Linked DNA regions of Monodelphis domestica: region 2 is linked to region 1. A link is a contact called in public Hi-C data. All regions are on one chromosome and are shown on one strand. Each heading gives the region's core, a stretch centred on a gene start, on an enhancer-like site or on the middle of the called end of the contact. The rest is flanking DNA. Distances are from core to core; before and after follow the strand shown. Region 1 has its middle 390 kb from the start of UBE2V2. Region 2 holds the start of SNAI2 (snail family transcriptional repressor 2).

What was found. Hi-C and Micro-C count contacts between places; a contact is called where the count stands out from the background.
Region 2: a contact with region 1 is called in a Hi-C map of spleen and liver, with 7 times the contacts expected there. The contact joins the promoter of SNAI2 here to the enhancer-like site in region 1. A contact is called at or near these places in 2 of 2 Hi-C or Micro-C datasets (limb and spleen and liver).

The regions. Positions count from the first base shown.
Region 1 is chr3:293,288,847-293,294,463 of mMonDom1.pri, reverse strand. No RefSeq gene overlaps it. Among named protein-coding and RNA genes, the nearest start is that of UBE2V2, 390 kb to the right of the region's middle. Within about 2 kb of position 2,158, at least 1 of the 2 cell types and tissues checked has open chromatin away from gene starts, as enhancers often do.
Region 2 is chr3:294,202,828-294,208,444 of mMonDom1.pri, reverse strand. SNAI2 (snail family transcriptional repressor 2) reads left to right here and starts at 2,551. Exons shown (of 3, transcript XM_001368855.5): 1 at 2,551-2,930; 2 at 3,742-4,287; 3 at 5,283-5,617. The coding sequence starts at 2,852. The coding sequence ends at 5,464.

The sequences.
Region 1 (5,617 bases), core at 909-3,408:
GCCATATTTGAACCCAGGACTTCCCATCCCTAGGCCTTATTCTTTATTCACTAAGCCACCTACCTACTCCTTAAGCAGGCAATTAGAAGTTTAATGATCACTCTCTTAGTGGCTTTATTTTGTCCTAAGATTTCAGAGGGATGCTCCAAGCCTGCCAATAATTAGATAGGAAAAATGATCAAACAACCACAAAAAAGCATCTAACTCTTGAGAATGTTTATGGAGATGAAGAGCAAGATGCAGACACAGAAGGAGACAGTGAAAGCAAAAGAAACACATGCAAAGTCCAAAAGAAAAAATATGGCTTGGACACAGATTCTGGAAGAGCTCAAAAAAGACATCAAAAACCAACTGAGAGAGGCAGAGGAAAAGTGGGAAAGAGAAATTAAAGTGATGCAAGAAGAAATGAGCCAATTGAAAAAGGAGAACCAAAAATTGACAGAGGAAAATCATATCTCAAAAGATTTCAGAAGACTTGATTTTAAGGTCATAGATCTAGAGCTGGAAGGGACCACAGAAATAATCCCTTCATTTTATAGGTAAGGAAACTGAGATATAAGAAAGTCAGGTGACTTGTTTAAGGCCATACACATAGCAAACATCATTGCATCATAGAAAAAGAACTAGAAAGGACCACAGTAGCCATTTGATTCAATCGCTTACTTTACAGGTAAAGAAACTGAAGACCAGGGAGGATAAGTGGTTTGTCACTTAGGTAGTAAGCCTGAAGTTCGGATCTGAATTCAGGTCCTCTGATTCCATGACTATCTTCCATTGTACCACATCGACTATCACTTTTAATTTGATTCCTGGTCTTGAGAAATATCCTTGTTCCCTTTGTCTATTGCACCATTTACTACGATTGCACTGAGGACCTATATTCTGACCTAGGTCTTCTCAAAATGGTTAATATGAAGATAGGGCAAGAGGGCAAGTTTGGGTTTGCCATTGATTTGACCCAATTTCTGAATATCCCCAACTTCTCTCCCCAACCTACTTCCCTCTGCTTGTGCCTTGAAATTAAGGTTACTGCAATCAAAATTCTCTTTTTAGAATGCCATGCAGTAATGTATTAGAAGGAAGCAACTAGACTATTGATAGACTATTAGCCAACCTGGTCAAATGCCAGGCTGTTGACAATTGTAGCCATTAACTCTACCATCATGTTAGCCCTAACCCGACTCTCTTGAGAGACCCATACTGAAGTATATTTCTAAGACAGAATCAAGCTCAAGACCTTTCCTGATTCCTTTCATCCCACCAAAACATACCTGTCCTATGTACCACTTTTGGATAACTGGCTACCTAATCTGAAAACCTCACTCCAATAAGATAATAGCTAAAAGGCTTAGTATTATTTCTGTTACTAGGTAAAATGCAAATATATTTAAGAGAGTCAATAATTCAACCTAATGGAATAAGAAACGTAGGAGTTTCTGGCATTGAGACAGGGCTAATATGGAATATATTTTTGGATAGGGGAAGTCTTTGAATGTCTCTCAAACTATACCATACCAGACAGCAAGCTGGTTGAGCAATGCTTGAGGCTAGCCCTGCCCATATCCCTGAAAAACTAAGCCAACTCAACCACATGGATGGGGCACATATTAAAATAAATGAAAATGTGAATGATCCAAATTCTTTTTTTTTCCTTCTGGCCCTCACTACCACTCCCAGCAAACGTGCTTGCTCTATGTCTCACAGCAATCCAGCTTTGGAGAGAGAAAAAGAATACTTCCCTCCAATGGAAAAACCTACCTGCAGCCTTAATGATTTAGTAGGTGCCACTCTAACCTGAAATAATAAATAGCATTATGATGTCACTGTCTCACTGCTCATTTTTAGAGCCTCTGGACATTTCTTCCAAAAACATGAGCTTATGAATAGGACTCTGTGGTACACTGACATCTAGTTTATGGGTCAGTTCAGTGCGGACACAGAGCCAGGAGTGAGAGGCATTGCACAGGCCTTTTCCAGGGTGGATCATGATAGCCAAGTAGTCTTCCTGCTACAAAATGAAACAAGTCTTGAAACCAACTTAGGAATCAAAACGCCAAATCTTGAAATCAGGGCTGTCACAGTTGTGTAACTGTCTCTGGAGCAGGTTGCCTTAGTGACTGGGAGCATGATCCTCCTCCGTCACTGGTGGAGTAGTTTGACCTACAAAACATTTCATGCTTCACATTGACTCATGCCCATTTTCCTGAATGTCCCAGCATCTTGTGTATGCGTGTGTTCCCTGGGAAACCAGCTGGGGAGAAAGAGCAGGAGCCAAGTTTCAGATACACATTTTCCACTTCCAAGAGATTGTATTTATTTGTATCATGAAGGAGGGGGACTAAAATTATTGGGACAAAGAAATGGTGAGAAAAAATATAAGCAGGAAAAAGATGTCTGATTCTAAAGGCAACAAAATAGTCCTCATGGGCTTTGCAGATACCACAAAATAAGACCTCTCATTGACAGGATGGGTAACTACTTCAAAAGCCCTTAGCTTCTCCTAAATCAACATACTACTCCCTCATCTTCCGAATCTATCTTTTTCACTAAACCTTCGCTTCCCCACAGTGTAAGGACCATGCCTTTTATCTTTAACCCAAAGTCAAAGGTGTCTAAACCAATGCAGTTTTTCACATATAACAAATGCCCAGTAACTGTCTGATGAATGAATGCATTAAGAAATGAATGATGTCTTCCAGAACTATGAATAAAAGTTTACTAGGACATGAGGAAGCAGGGTTAATGAGGAAAACAAGCAATATTTCACTGTGGATATAGGATTCTTCAGTCTATCCTCAGCAAGCATCACACGAGCTTTCTCCATTATGCCTTATCTCCTACTCACAAATCTGATACCTTACACCAAGAAAAGTGAAGATGAAGTGTCCAAACCACATTTGGTTCACAAGGAAGTAAAGGATGCCTCTGCACAATCGTCAGCTACTCTGATCCTCCTTCCTTCTTTATGAAATCTGATGTGGTTATCTAAAAAAGTTATAGGAGACCAAAAATAAGCCCTTATGTCTTGTTTTTCTGAGCTGGCAGAAGCTCCTACTCCCTGTGGCTCAAAGTTTTATAAGCTACATTTAAAAAAATTAAAACACAGAAACCAATGACTTGCTATTTAAAGAAAATCTACTATTGCTCTATGAAACTCTATGAAAGAAAAGATCTTAATATGTATATATATATATGCAACATAATATTGCTTATAATCTGCATGAGACCACAAAGATTGTACAATCTTAGGGAGTTTTCAAGTTTTCAGCTTTTTATACAAAGCCAAAACATCTACTGGGGCAGCCAGGTAGTGTAGTGGACAGAGTGCAAGGCCTGGAGTCAGGAAGATTCATCTTCTGCAGTTCAAAGCTGGCCTCAGATATTAGCTGTGTGACCCATCAGGGCAAGTATTTAACCCTGTTTGCCTCTGTTTCCTCATCTATAAAATGAGCTGGAGAAGGAAATGGCAAACCATTCCTAGATATTTGACAGAAATCCCCAAATGGGATCACATAGAGTTAGACACAACTGAAATTGACTCAATGACAACAAAAAAATTTTTTGATGATTTGATTAATTTAATTTAGTCCATCCCCTCCTTCAAAAAAAAGGCAGTCCAATGAAATCAATAAAAATATCAATTTGTTATGATGTAGACAAAAACAACTAGCTGAATTTTTTAATTTTTCAAACAGTTGTTTGGACAGACCAAATATAATTGCTATCTCAAATATAACACTTTCTTTTTTCTCTCTTCATTACAGAAGTTTAGAAATAGCATCTTTATAAAAGAGTAAAAAACAATTGACGGGAAGATTAGCATACTGAGATCTTGATATGAGATAGAGGTAAGCCATAGACTACAAAGAGTATTTGTATAGATGAAATCATCAGAACAACAGATACCTGATGGAACAGATCTTCTTGCATTTCTATTTTGACCTATCTCATTCGCAGCAGTAGCAGAAACACAACATTTGAACTCTTACCTCCTAAATATTAGATGTATTATGTAAGGAAGTAGAAATAGCACTTAAGAAAATGAAATTAGAAAAAGCATCTGAACCTTATCAGATAGGTAAAGGAGACCTATACTAAGGATAACACAGAATTTTAAAATCATTTATGAATCAATTCCAAAGGAATCCCAAAAGAATGAAAAATGTCACAGATGATATTTCTTGCCTCCCTCCAACAAATACTTTCCAGTAATATATCAGAAATAGACTATATGAATAAATTCATATCACTACAAAATCTTTACTGAAAGGACTATGCATTACTAAAGGTTTCCCTGATGCAGATACAAAAAGGGAACAGATTGACTTTCATGGATAATTTTCTACAATGGACCACAACCTTTTAGCCATATAACAACAGAGTTTTACTATTATCTTTTCGTGTAAGTGCAGAAATTATAAAAGCTAGTTATCTATTGTCCTTTGATTTAAAAAAAATAAAAGGCATTTGGCCCAATAAAACAAACGATGTCCTAAAAGCCCTTCTCACACAAGGTGTTTCTAACACGTTTAAATTGTTGAAGATTCTATAACAAATACTACTACAAAATCTTTAAAACTTGTTATATATTGACATCATAAAAAGATAAATACTTGCCTTAGGTATTTGCCAACATCATGTAAAATGGATGTCTTCACAAGAGTTCCAAGAGAAAAAAAATTTCTTATTGATAGAAGGTTCTCCATACATACCTTATGCTAATTGCAACTCTCCCAGAAATCCCATAAAGCTGGTTTAGTGAAATTCAACCAATTCAAAAAATATTTAAATACCTAATACCTGACTGGCACTCTACTGGGTCTTAGGGATATATAAAGGTTTATAGTCTTTTAGAGTAGAGAGGGAGAGAGGAAGAGATAAATATGGATATAGCATGTGCATAATAAGTGAATATGATGTATGTTCTCATGGTAATGCAAAGTAAATTCAAAAAGTGGAAAGTACTTCTACATCAAGGAATCAGGAAATATCTGTCTAGGTATCTAGATATCTAGGTGTCTAGAAATATGTATCGAGGTACCTGAGCTGTGCTTTGAAAGAAGCTAAGGTTTCTATATGGTAGAAGTGAGAAGGGAGTACATGGAATACATGGAGTACCATTTATACAAAGACATAGAAATAGAAAATGGAATGTAGAAGATGGGGAAATAGATGGCAGGCCAGTTTTACTGAAAGAGAGAATGCATGACTAGGAACTGAGATGGAATCCTCATTGTCAAAGGCTTTAAATGCAAGGCTGAAGATTTTTAGAGCCACAATAATTCAAAAGAAATTGGTTTAACCAGCCATATTTCAAAATAAAGTGATGAAAAACTCATTTTGCTCATTTTGATATGTTGTTTGGTAAGAAGCCTGTTGAGTTTATGTATGTAAATCCATATCCACTAATATCTTAGATGGGTGTTATAGGTGGTTTGTGAAATTAACATAAAACTATAACTCATAGGTGGTACATATGTATTAAGGTAGGATACAGAATGATATGAAGTTTCTGACTTCCAGAATGGGCTGAGAGAAGCCCCTTCTTCTTAGCCTCTGACCCAGTGGTGTGCTGTGATTACATAGCTGGACATCAGAACACATGACCCAGACTATC
Region 2 (5,617 bases), core at 1,302-3,801, 910 kb before region 1:
GATCTCTGGCATCCAGAAGGCAAGGAAATCTTCTGCTTTAGCCCTGGTTTGCAGCTGACTCCAGTGCATTTCCCTTTGTATCCTTCTTCCTTTCCTGCACATTTTGCTGGGCTCCAAAGCCCCTCTGAACCATGTTAGCAGGGAACAAGCAGAGCACCTGTTAGGACTGACTCACCCGGTCTGCCTGCAGACTCTCCCACTTTTGACAGCAGACCTCACTCAGGTAGTATGTGTGACTAGTAACCTTTCAGATCTGTGTAATAACATGCCTCATACGCTGTTCCCAACATCATTCACTCTTTCCAGTAAGTGCAGTAATATGTCATGGTTATGTGATTTGTGTGATGTACCCTGTGTACATTTGCAAGGTATGACTAGGCTCCCTTATATGAATATAAATAAGTCAATTTCCCTGCTTTTATAATTATAATCAACTGCTGTTGCAAAGAATCACATATTCAGAAAATAAATGTAAATATCTATCTTCTCCAATTATTGGAATGCACAACCGTTAGTACTTTGACCAACATTATTAGAAAGCAAATACTACAAACACATTTTAGCTACAACATTGCTCTTATAGTTCTTTACTGTTATGAATAGTCTCTGAAGTTATGAGAAAAGAATTTCATTATCTTCCAGGGAGTCAAAGGAGGAAATGGAAGCTCATGACAATTTGTGTTTACTCAACTGTATATTATATCTCTCTCTAACAAATTGTGCCTTTTTCAGGAAATGGGGTGAAAAGGGCAAAGAGGACTCTTGTTTCAATAATCTAGACTCCTAAATCTCTACCTCAACTCATAGAAAGCAGTAATCTCGGAAAACATGCACTGCATTATCCTCAGATTTATAGTTTGTTAGGAGAAACTTCAGTCCCAAGGGCTCTGATGTTGCCACTCACCTTTCTGTTTCCCTAGGTGCATTTCCTTCAGCTTGGAGACCCATCTAATTCTCCTTTACTATTCACCACTAAAGTTAGGGGCTTTATATATGTATATTCATGATTGTATGTGTGTGTGTATACATGGAGAGTGTTTACATATAAAGGCATATACATATATAAACACATATTAAATATATGATTGTGTATATAAAATCTCCCTTAGAAATTAGCTCAAGAAACTAGGGAACTTCCCACCACCCCATCTTCGTACACTTGTTTTGGCATCTCAAGATTAAGAAGTTATGCAGCTTGACAATGCACTTTACTCTTACAAGTCCTAACACAACCTTTTCTATTTGCTTCTTCACATTTCTCTTCCAGCACCTGTTAGAGGCAAAGCTGGGGTGGTCTTTATGCATGTTCCCTCATTAATAGTTCTCTGAGCAAGCTACAGATGGGAGCAAGAAAAAAAAATGATGTGTACTGAAGCATTTGGAAAGACACTTGTCATGCTTCAAAAATAAATCATGTGCCTTGGAATATTTTTTTTTACATTTTTAAGTTCACAATTTTAAAAAGTGAGGTATTTTTTATGTTTCTAGATAGACATTTCTCCTAACCTCTAGCTTTCTGTACTCATTACTGTATTCTGTTTCTACTGTCCTCCAGGAAATGAAATGATCCTAAAATTGATTTAAATGACTTTATCCTTAAAAAAAAATTACACCAAATTAAAAAAAAAAAGATTAATCTTTGAGATGTTTTCAAAGAAATCTCTCCACTCTTTCTCTAAAGTCACATTAAGAAGCATGATAGGCTAATTTATCATCATTTGGAAATGTGAGAGGATCTTCCACCAGTCCTGACAGAGTTTACCTAACTGTTGTGTAGATTAGCTGGGCATATTATTAAGCATTCAATTTTCCATTTCCTCAGATAATCATCTCTCTCATAGCAAGACAGCATTTCTCTCGAGCTACAGCAACTAATACAGTGAAATGATTACTCAATTTCCACGAGGAAATGTGATCTTGCTTTGCTGAAGCCATTTAAGATATAAAATGTATTCAACAGCGCTCAGAATGTGAATGGCATGCCGCTTCCTACAAGTTTTACAGACCAAAAGAACCTCCCTACTGTGAAGGAGCTTCCCTTCTCACTCACAGAAGCTTTTGTCTTCCCTCTCCTACCTTTCCTTTTCAAAAGCCAAGAGTTAATGATTTGGTTCATCTACAAGTAAAAACCTTTCAAGATGGCACTTCCAAATATAGATACTCATTAACATTGCAAGCTGACCCGTTATCATATCGTACTCTCCCTTTCCTTTCCTTAATGAACATTTTGTTCCGTCGTATTTGTTTTATCAAACATCTGGAAGCCAGACCTGTTGCAGAAAGAAATCGCAGTGTCTATAACTTATCTAGTTTTGTGTGAGTAAGAATAATAACTAGTGGAGCTAAATCGGTAAAATTACCTCTACTGAAAATACTTAAGCACTTAAAAAAAATATCCAACTGAAATTCCGAGGAACAACATACAGCCACTTTGAACCCGAATAATTTAGTCTGACAACAGACTCTGTTCACAGCTGTCCCGGGGGGAGGAGTTGAAACCTGAACCAAACCCTTACCTCGAAGCAATGATTGGATCCCGGCTCCCGAAAGGGAGGAGAACCCGCCCAGCCAAATGGGCTCAGTGAGTAAAAAAGCCCGAGCAGCTTCCGAAGTGATTGGACCGAGAGAAAACCGTGGCCCTACCCTCCTGCACCTGATAGTGGGTATTTACAGCACTTTGCAAGGAGTCTCTGCCCTGCTGTAGCTTTCCTTCACTGCATGGATTCCGCGGAGTAGACAATGCTAGAAGGACTAATGTGTGAGCAGTGATTTGGATTCCTGCACGGAACCTGGAGACCGTTATTCTAAAGCAAAAGACATTTTGGGAAAACTCCAAAGGCCTGACTTCAAAATGCCACGATCCTTCCTGGTCAAGAAACATTTCAATTCATCCAAGAAGCCAAATTATAGTGAACTGGACACACATACAGGTAAAAGAAAGAGAGAGAGAGAGAGAGAGAGAGAGAGAGAGAGAGAGAGAGAGAGAGAGAGAGAGAGAGAGAGAGAGAGAGAGAGAGAGAGAGAGAGAGAGAGAGAGAGAGAATGAATCTACCCTTTTCTAACCAAAATACATTTCAGTAACTGCTGTTTGCTTGGTTTGCGTTGTTATTTTATTTGGTAGATTGAAATATTTTTTTTATTTTGTTTTCACTATTTGGAGAAAAGCTTAATTCAGAAACTTGATCCATCACTTTATTTTTTCTGTAAAAGTATTTTGTGATTTAAGTACATTTTTAAAGCATTTTTTTTTTCTGAATTGACGGCTACCACTTGAAAACAAATTTCATGAAATGAGCTTGTTTTCCTTTTTAAAAGTTGCAGGAGAAATAAGTGCTGCTTAGAAATATAGAATACACATGTTTGAAAGAAAAACCTTATGTCATAAAGAATGGCAATGGAAAAGTCTATGTGTATATGCAGGCAGTTGTATGCATTTAGACTAGAGCTTACAAGTGAAGGTTAAGGATTAGGCTTTTAGAACTTCTTCTCTGTGTATTGCACTGATTGCTAATCTTTCAGGTGCTGTCATGGATATTTCCAGTGAATGTCCATGGACACAAATGCAATATGCATGGGAGTGTCATACTTTTAAACCGAATCTGCTTTACAAATGCCTCCATCTTCTCTTCTGGGCGTCTGTCTTGTACACTGTGAAATCCTATAAGCATTATTTTATAGCCTGTTAGCAGGAATTTTCCAGTTACTTTACCTTAATCCTCTTTTCTTTTCTCTTTTTGCCAGTGATTATTTCCCCATATCTCTATGAAAGCTACCCAGTGCCTGTCATACCACAACCAGAAATCCTCAGCTCAGTAGCCTACAACCCCATTACTGTGTGGACTACAAATGCTCCATTCCATTCGCCATTGCCCAATGACCTCTCTCCTCTTTCTGGATATCCTTCATCCTTGGGGAGAGTGAGCCCCCCACCTGCATCAGACACCTCATCCAAGGACCACAGTGGCTCAGAAAGTCCCATCAGTGATGAAGAGGAAAGAATTCAGTCCAAACTCTCGGATGCCCACGCCATCGAAGCTGAAAAGTTTCAGTGTAGTTTATGCAACAAAACCTATTCCACTTTCTCTGGGCTGGCCAAGCATAAGCAGCTGCACTGCGATGCCCAGTCTAGGAAATCTTTCAGCTGTAAGTACTGTGACAAGGAATATGTGAGCCTGGGCGCCCTGAAGATGCACATCAGGACCCACACGTTACCTTGTGTCTGCAAGATCTGTGGCAAGGCATTCTCAAGACCCTGGTTGCTTCAAGGACACATTAGAACTCACACTGGTAAGCAAAGGAAAAAACTGTTTTTGTTTTTAAATGTTAAGGCACCAATGCTACTTTATAATAGAATGAAGCTTTATGTTAACTTGGGCCTTTGCATTAGGTAAATGACATCAGTGCTCTTAAATGTGCCTGACGTTAATTTATAGCTGCTTCCTGGCTGCCCTCAGAGTCATTACAGCACAAAATGCTCGAGTTCTCCTTAACAACCTCTGCACTGCTGATTGCAAACATGCATTTAGACTTTGGAAAGGACTCTTCCATGTGCTGGGGGTTTGGTCTCAAAGATCAGTTAGAAAAGGTTGTCCCAGAATGTGTATTCTGTGTGCCTGCCCCACCCCCACCAGGAATCAGTGAGCACAAATGTTGCTATCTTAATCAATTGATTTAGCAAATAAATGAAAAGGTTACCCATAGGTCTTTTAGTTTTCCTTTTTCTGTTCTGGATAAACATGTTCTTGCTGCCATAGCTAGTAACCTCTTAGAGCCGGCTTCACCCATCATCCTCTCCACTTTTGCCCCTGCCTCACTGCATTTCTTATTCCTAGCACAGTATCCTGCCAAGAGGGTGGGGGTACCTGTTGCAGTGTAGCTGGAGATATAAGAAAGGATCAAACAGAGGAAAGGGCAACAGGGAGGGGAAAGAACAAATGCTTGGAAAAGCCTGACCAAAAACATTAGCTGCACCTGTTGTGAATCTGGAAACTTTAATAAGCAAGTCCCCTGATAGAACAGAGTATTTCCTCAAGTCCAGCAGCAATGAACAGTATTACAGCTACTCAGGCAGCATCCACTTTTGTCTTAAGGTGGCAGATATTAAAATTGTACACAGTAGGTGTCTAATAAATGTTAAATTAGGAACTTGAATGCCAAAGTTTACAGTTTCTGGCTTTTGGAGCTTAGGATGCCTGTCAGTCTTTCAGAGTTTTCTAGCTGTCTATTTTTCTTATCAAAGTCACTAATGTATTTCTTCCTCCTTGTCTATTTTATTTTTCCAGGGGAGAAGCCTTTTTCATGCCCTCATTGCAACAGAGCATTTGCAGACAGGTCAAATCTGAGGGCTCACCTCCAGACCCATTCTGATGTAAAGAAATATCAATGCAAAAACTGCTCCAAAACTTTCTCCAGAATGTCTCTCCTGCACAAACATGAGGAATCAGGCTGCTGTGTAGCACACTGAGTGATGCAATCATTGTTTACTCGGAACTGAATGCATTTCTTCACTCCTATTCCAAATGATAAATACAAGTCCAAAGGCATTTTCTCTCCTGCTTTCCAACCAAATTAGAGATGTATATTTTTTTAAGGTTGAAGACCATAGAATCCATCAGGG